Regions from separate parts of the Sus scrofa genome. Here region 2 is linked to region 1. A link is a contact called in public HiChIP or PLAC-seq data. All regions are on one chromosome and are shown on one strand. Each heading gives the region's core, a stretch centred on a gene start, on an enhancer-like site or on the middle of the called end of the contact. The rest is flanking DNA. Distances are from core to core; before and after follow the strand shown.

Region 1 (3,927 bases), core at 488-2,987:
CCAAACCATTACAGTCTTTTTTTTTTTTTTTTTTTTTTTTTTGTCTTTTTACCATTTCTTGGACCACTCCCTCGGCACATGGAGGGACTTGTTAAAGGGGTCCAATCGGAGCCATAGCTGCTGGCCTATGCCAGAGACACAGCAACACGGGACCCAAGCTGAGTCTGCGACCTACACCACAGCTCATGGCAACTCCGGATCCTTAACCCACTGAGCAAGGCCAGGGATCAAACCTGCAACCTCATGGTTCCTAGTCAGATTCGTCAACCACTGAGCCACAACGGGAACTCCAAACCATTACCAATCTTAAAGATGCTGCTTCTGGAGTTCCCACTGTGGCTCAGCAGTAATGAACCCGACTAGTATCCATGAGGACTCAGGTTCAAACCCTGGCCTCACTCAGTGGGTTAAGGATCCAATGTTGCCATGAGCTTCAGTGTAGGTTGCAGGTGCAGCTTGGATCTGGCATTGCTGTGGCTATGGTGCAGGCCAGCAGGTGCAGCTCCAATTTGACCCCTAGCCTGGGAGCTTCCATATGCTGCAGGTGTGGTCCTAAAAAGACAAGAACAACAAAAAAAGCTGCTCCTAAGAACCACCAGCACCTCCCTTTGTCTCTTCTCTGGAGAAGGGCCCTCCTGCCAACATGACCCACCCACCCATGACAACTGGCAGGCTGGCATCAGGCATGTTCAAATCCCCAGCAACAAGTCAGGCCTGGCAGGCCCAGCCCTTCAGGCTTCTGTCACACACACCTAGGGCCCTAGTGAGCAATGATAAGTTTTCCCATAGGCTGCAGGCTCTAACCAGGAGGAGAGACTGCACAGAAGTCTCTCACCCTGCAGGAGACTGGCACCCCTCACCCAAATACAGAGTCCCAGCACCCAGACCCGCCCCTGCAGCATTCCCCATCCCATAAGGCACCTGGGAGAACCGACCTGGGCTCGGCAGCAGGGCAGAGGCTGGAAAAAGGCACATGTTTAGGCAATTAAGCCCAAACCACTCACAAGACCCCTAGTGTCTGGAGGAAGAGGACGGTCACAGGAAAGCCAACAGAGGAAAGAACCAAGAAGGGCCCCCTTTCCCAAGTTCACTCCAAACCCCACCTGTGAAAGCCAACAGCTGGCTCGGACCAAGGGAGTCAAAGTCCTGACACAAACATGGGGCCGGGGGCAGTTAGCTCCTCTGAGACAGTGCAAAGGGATCTGGGCGTGAAGAGAAATATCATCATGAGAAAGCAAGGCAGGAAAGCAGTACTGGACACCAAGAAACACAACATCAGGTCACCGGAGCTGCCCAGCATACTCCGGGGGCCTAAGGCTTGGGCACGTGACCCTCGTCCCCTCCCAGAGACAGCCCTCGGCTAAGGTGGGAACAGGGGTAGGAGACAGCCGCAGGGCGCCCACCCTGCATTCTGAGGCGCGCTCACCGCTCGGCTGCCAAAAGCCGGAGGCAAATTAAATTCGCAAAAGGGAAGCCGCGCCGTCCCTTGTGAAAGATGCAAGAAGGGCCCAAGCGGGTGGTGAGCCCAGCTCTGGCCACAAGCAGACAGCACTCAGGGCACGCGGAGAGCTGCAGCCTTACCCTGCTGCAGGAAGCTAGGATCCGAAGTCACCTTCGCGCCGCCTCCGCGCACTCGGCGCAGCGCTGGCTCCCCGCACGCGCTCCGGATCTGTTTACCAACTCGCCCGCGCCCGGAGACCCAGCACCCGCAGCCCCGCCCGCGGGCCGCTCCCATTGGCTGCGCCGCGGCCACCGGCCCAGCGCCGCCCAGCAAGGGGCAGCGTGCTCGGCCCGTGCGCTCGACCTGTGGCCAATCGGAACAGAGGGCGGAGAGAGAGGAGCCAATGGGAGACCACCCCAGCGCGCAGGGCCCCGCCCCGTCGTCCCTCCTCGCTGCCCTTTCCCCTACTTGGGAAAGCGGGGCGTTCTGGGCTTGGAGGCCTGGCGCGCGTGCGCCCAAACAATTCCCCCCCCCCCCCCCGCTCCGCGCCCGCCTCGGACCAGGCGGAGGGCGCAGGCGCGGTGACCGGCAGTTGGCTGCTACGTCCCAGACGATGCTCCCCGGGCCTCTGAGCGGGCCTGGAGGGGAGGCAGTGGAAGGAGCAGAGGCAACCGCAGCGGGCCCGCCCCGTGCTCGCCTTATGTAACGAGGACCCCTGTCCCAGTTCCCGCTGAAGGGGGAAGAGCTGTGGGCAGCCTGGGTGCACGTCTGAATCGGCGCTCCGGCTCCACCCACTTGTCGCATTTCGCCGCGGGTCCCTCTTTTGGCTTTGCGGGCAACTGCACGCGCGCGCCGCTGGTGGCCCCGGTCGGGTCGCCCGAGGAGTAGGTCCGGAGCGTGCAGCGTCGTTTGCTCCTGTTAGCGAGAGTCTCCTCGGGAAGGCCCGACCCTCCCCTGAGCCGGGCGACAGGCCAGCACGTGGAAGGCGCGGAAGCGGGCCCGGCGGCGGCTGGCGGCCAGCCGGCTTGGTTGAGGGGTCCTCAGGAGTGAGAAACAGCCGACACAGAGCTGTCCCAAGAGAAAGTGCTTCCTCCAGAACCAAGTGGCCCCAGGTCTCCAAGTCACCCAGAGGTGCAGATTTGAGCCCCGATGGTGTGACAGTTTCCATTCCCCGGTCTGCAGCTCTGTCCTAGGTTATTGGTGGAGCTTGTGAGGAAAAGAGAAATAACAATTCAGTGACTTTCATATAAATATTTATATTCATGCCGAAAAGTTGTCCTTTATTCTGAGACTATTTTGAGGAGTTCACATTTACCATTTTTGAAACATGTTTAATATTACTGCTTAGAAAAATCAAAAGCATTTCGGAGTAGCCATCCTGACTCAGCGGTTAACCAACCCGACTAGTACCTATGAGGATGCAGGCTCCATCCCTGGCCTCTCTCAGTGGATTAGGGATGCGTGTTGCCCTGAACTGTGGTGTAGGTCGCAGTCATATCTCAGATTTGGCCTTGCTGTGGCTGTGGTGTAGGCCAGCAGCCACAGCTCCAATTTGACTCCTAGCCTGGCAACTTCCATATGCTGCGAGTGCAGCCCTAAAAGGACCACAAAAAAAAAAAAATTTTTTTTTTGAAAGCATTTGCATGCTGATGCCTGAAATGGGAGGAGGGGGAATCCAGACGTGAACTGACCTTCACCTTTCCTCATGAACGCTGGAGCCCGTCGTCCCCTACATGGGACCTGAGATGAGGTTCTGCAGCATGGGCCGGTGGGTGGCAGCCCTCTGCTTACCCCTGGGCCGGACCTTGGCCCTGCAGGATATCTCTGTGGAACATTCACTTATTCGCTCCATAGTCCAAATTCTGCCCCTTCCCTCCATCTTCTCCACATTACATACAACGCCCATTTTTGAGAATTAGAGAGTTTTTGACAAACCAAGGAACTGCCCCCAAACATTACAGGGCTAAGGAATGGGCATTTGCCTTGAGTAGGCCACTGGCTCCAGCCCCCTGGGTTAGGCGGTCAAGGAGTGTCCATTGCTCCGTCCTTTGCTAACTGTCCCCTGAACTGCCTGTGTTCATCCAAGCCCTGTGAGCCATGTGACTCCACCACTGCCCATAGGATATTGGAGTCCCTGGTTCATCCCTTCCTGTAATTTACAAACTCTACCCCCTCAGACTACACTTGGAATGAAGTGTGATTTTCATCACTTCCGGCTGCTGCGGATGGCAATGGAGAAAGGGTGCCGAGCGTTAGTGGGGAGGGGTATTAGTGGCATGGTTGCCTTCCATGCCAGTTCAGTCTTGCTCCACCAGCAAGCCCAGGGTTAGCTTTGCTCTAAAATGCCTGAAAAATAGTATAACTCACTACCATAAACATTGCTTTTCCTTCAGAGGCCATCAGTCTAGCTAAGTCTAGTTTATCCCCAACTAGTCTATGCAAAGAAGGAACCTACATCAGATTAATGTGATTTCGAGCTTAATTCC
Region 2 (3,927 bases), core at 1,011-3,510, 34 kb before region 1:
AGGTTGAACCGGATGATCCCAACTGTCTGGGAGAGGTCAGAGGAGCCCAACGGGTGCTACTAAGTCCACAGAGAAAGCCCAGGAGCCTGGCTCAGGGACTGCCTCCTCCACTTTAGACACAGCTCCGACTGGCTTGGGGTGGGGAGGGGGCGCATTAGCCAAGAGAGTGAGGAGCCCAGGGATGAGCACGCCGACCACAGCAGATGGGAAAGCAGAGGCCCAAGAAGGACTCCACAGATGCCCCGGGACCAGCGGGCCTTGGGGCTCACACCGGGCAGGGGTCCTGCTCATGCTTCTATTTGCCAAGATCTCTACAATGATTGCACGTTACTTTCATGAAAAACATCGCTGAATTTACTGAAAAAGTTATTTAATGAAAAAATAAATTGTCAAAAAAATCAAAAGAAGATAACCCAATTTTTAAAACGTTTTTGCAATACCTCTTACCTCCCATTGGGCAGGTGCAGCCTCTGCTTCACCAGCCGTAATGGCTGTGAGGGCTAAAGAGCTGAGTTAGAGACGCGTACCTGGCTGGGCCCAGGGCAGCTACTCAGGGGTTTGGTCCCCGTTACTGCCCTCACTCCAATTCAAAGGGTTAGACAGTGCTGCCCAAGGAACAGCATGGCAGTCATGTATATAACTTTACATCTTCCAGTAGCCACATTAAAAACGGCAAGCAGCAGCATGTGAAATGAATTTTGATCATATATTTTATTTAACCCAGTGTACCCAAAACACTGTCATTTCCACAAGCACTCAATATAAACATGGTTATCGAGATTTGGGAGTTGTTGTCTGCTCGTTTTGTACCAGGGCTTCAAAATCCAATGTGCATTTTACCGTCAGAGCACATCTCAGCTTGGAGCAGCCACCTTTCAAGTGCTCGGCACCCCACGCTGCTGCTGGGGCAGCACAAGGGCAGCAGAAGTCAAGCTCTGGAGACCATGGCAAGAAGGCACAGTCCTCAGGAAACGCCCCCAAAAACAGCGGGGTGTGTGGGGATGGAGGTGCCAGGCTTGCTTCCCTCTGACACTGCTCCCCCGCCCCCCACCCAGCTCCAGAGGACACTGGGCACCGAGCCGGAGTTGTGTCTCTGATCAAACATTAACTCCCCGCTATCCACCTCCACCTGACCCAGCACAATATCTGACTTAGCAAAATAATGATAACAGGAACATTAAATTTTAAACTGCAGTAACCTTCAGCAATACATCCACCTCTAGATTTTTCTCTGCCTAGGTCAAGTCCAAAGCCAAGACTGCAGAAGAGGCAGATGCATCAAAGGGGACCCAGCTGGCCACTCGTGCAGTCACCAAGCCTCTGACTCTGCTGGGCCCGCCTCGGGTGCTCTGTCAAACTCTTCTCTGGCCGCTTCTGGGCTGCCAGGCAGAGCCAAAGCTTTCCAAGGCCAAGGGCCTGTCACTAAACACTGAATCTCTGAGTGAACATTCCACAAAGGAGGCCATAGGCTCCTTCTGCGGCCCTGGGAGCTCCCTCGGGACCAGCCCAATGCCAGAACCAAGGAGTTGCCAACTGAAAGGCTCCCCCTGCAGCTCAGCTGGTGAGAGCTAGCCCTGACCTTGACCTCAGGGGCTCCGGCTCTACCGATCCAAGAATAGGCTGGTCCTCCCACCCTCCCCAACCTGGCTGAGCTTAAAGCCAGTCTCAGGCCCTCGTGCACAAGCAGGCAGGGCCCCGCCACGCTTCCTCCACGCAGAGCAGGTGCACCAGGGCTGCTCCTGGAACATCAGCACCTCTGCCTTGCTGCCTCCACTCGGGTCCCCCGCCTGGGTGAGGACGTGCCGGAACCAGTGCTCGCTCACTCTCCAGGGTCACCCCCGCCCTCAAAATAGTGCCACTCCTTGTCCTGACCCACAGTCCGGCCCAGCCTGGCCCACACAGCCCACTAGGAGGTCCTGGAGGTGACAAGACTCAGAACTGGCTCCGTGGCCCCACGGCCACCGCTGGCAGCCAGGCTGCCACCCCAGCCTATGAGGCGGCGCCAGCCCCTCCCAAGAAAGCTCTAGACATTTCTCTCACAAACGGAGGCTTTGCAGACAAGAAGCATGGGGGAGTGAGGAGCAGGTCCCCAGGGCCCAATCAGTCCCTGCTGAGCAAATGGGCTTCCGTCCAGACCGGCACAGAGGTGACAAAAAATAAAAACAAAACTCCTGCCAGCAAACAGCGCCACCTACGAGGAGGCTTGGGAAGAGTTTCTGTTCCTGCCAGCCCCCAGGCAGGCCTGCGGAGCAAGGCTGGACGGAGGGCCTCTGCCATAGCAAGGGCACAAGCCCGCTTCACTCACGCCGGACCCCCGTGTGCCACACTGTTCTAAGCCCTGGCTTTCAGCAACACACCCAACCTGAGGAGATGAGAAGGTTTGCACAGGAAAGGCAGGGGGCCAGGCTCCTTCCCGTTGCCTCCAGAGGCTCCCGAACCCTTAGGAAGGTCCCTTCTTCCTCCCTCCCTGCATCCCCCCGCCAGCCCAGCGTCAGGCCCCAGCATCGGAGGAGGGCAACAGGAAGGGGTGGTGGAGGCAGCTCCCCGCAAAGGGTTCTAGGTTCTCAGAACACGGCCAGGGTGGGAGAGGAATTCAGGGGCGCCAGGCGCAGACCCCAGCTGTATGACAGAGGCCTCCTCCTGGTCCCAGGACTGTTACAAATACACATATGGCCCTGGGGGACTGGGGACTGTGGCTCAGCTTCCTCGTCTGTAGCTGGAGACACTAACTGCCTCAATTTCCTCACAGAGCTTCTAAGAGGGCAAAACAGGCAGCAAAGCTCCTTTTATTTTATTTAGTTTTTTAGGGCCACACCTGCAGCATATGGAGGTTCCCAGGCTAGGGGTCCAATCGGAGCTGCAACTGCTGCCCTACACCACAGCCACAGCAATGCGGGATCCAACCTGCGTCTGCAACCTACATCATAGCACACAGCAACACCAGATCCTTAACCCACTGAGTGAGGCCAGGGATTGAACCTGCGTCCTCATGGATACTAGCTGGGGTCATTACCACTGAGCCACAATGGGAACTCCCGAAGCCCCTTTTAAAGTAGGCACCCACAAAAGCAGAAACCAGGCTCCTCACCCCTGCAAGGGTGTAGAAGTTCGCCTGGACCTACAGAGCATCTGGCTTGCTGCCTCGGGGAGCACAAGGGAAGCGTTGGATGCCTAGAACAATAGCACACGTGCAGCATGCGCCCTGAGGAAATCAGGCAGCAAAGTTGGTGTCACTGTGTGCTACCCAGCGAGGGGACACCAGGGCAGCCCCCGTCAAGCCCAGGACCTCAGGTCTCTACAACCTCAATGAAAATCGAGTGCCCTATTGATAAACGTTTGTAGAGGAAAAGCCTGACTTTAGACATGGAGCATGGGGTGCTCTAAGACAAAAAAAAATTTTTAAAGACAAAAAATATTTTTAAAAGGAAGGAAGAGAGGGAGGGAAGAAAGAAAGAGAGAAAAGAAAAGAAAGGGAAAAAATTCAATAGTCTTGCGAACTATTATTTATTTTATTTATTTATTTATTTAGTGTTTTTAAGGCTGCACCTGTGGCATACGGAGGTTTTCGGCGAGGGGTCGAATCAGAGCTACAGCCACTGGCCTACACCACAGCCACAGCCACGCCAGATCCTAAACCCCCTGATCGAGGCCAAGGATCGAACTTGCATCCTCCTGGATACTAGTCAGATTTGTTCCCATTAAGCCACAACTGGAACTCCCGAACTATCTTCCAAAGAAAAGTTTTTTTCTAGGGGTGAGGGTTCCTTAACCTTTCACCTTTTAAAAATAACAGGATTCCCAAAGGTCCATTCCTTCCTGGCCCACTCTTTCTCATGCTAGCACCTGTTTTCAAATAGCATCTTTCAAAATCCTTTCTACACAGACTCTGAACATTCTTATCTTTTTCTCTCTCTCCATTTTTTGTGT

Evidence for each region. HiChIP or PLAC-seq counts read pairs in DNA pulled down with a chosen protein or histone mark.
Region 2: a contact with region 1 is called in an H3K27ac HiChIP or PLAC-seq map of skeletal muscle. The contact joins the enhancer-like site here to the promoter of COQ8A in region 1. A contact is called at or near these places in 1 of 5 promoter capture datasets (liver), 8 of 47 Hi-C or Micro-C datasets (embryonic fibroblasts, fetal heart ventricle, heart right ventricle and 3 more) and 1 of 2 datasets of contacts at active chromatin or transcription factors (skeletal muscle).

Annotation. Positions count from the first base shown.
Region 1 is chr10:14,595,047-14,598,973 of Sscrofa11.1, reverse strand. It overlaps COQ8A (atypical kinase COQ8A, mitochondrial), which reads right to left and starts at 1,737. Exons shown (of 15, transcript XM_021064416.1): 1 at 1,582-1,737.
Region 2 is chr10:14,629,529-14,633,455 of Sscrofa11.1, reverse strand. The region is part of intron 4 of COQ8A (atypical kinase COQ8A, mitochondrial); the gene reads right to left. Among named protein-coding and RNA genes, the nearest start is that of COQ8A, 34 kb to the right of the region's middle. Within about 2 kb of position 2,260, at least 22 of the 83 cell types and tissues checked have an H3K27ac peak or open chromatin away from gene starts, as enhancers often do. A contact at or near this core is called in liver and skeletal muscle, where this site is marked.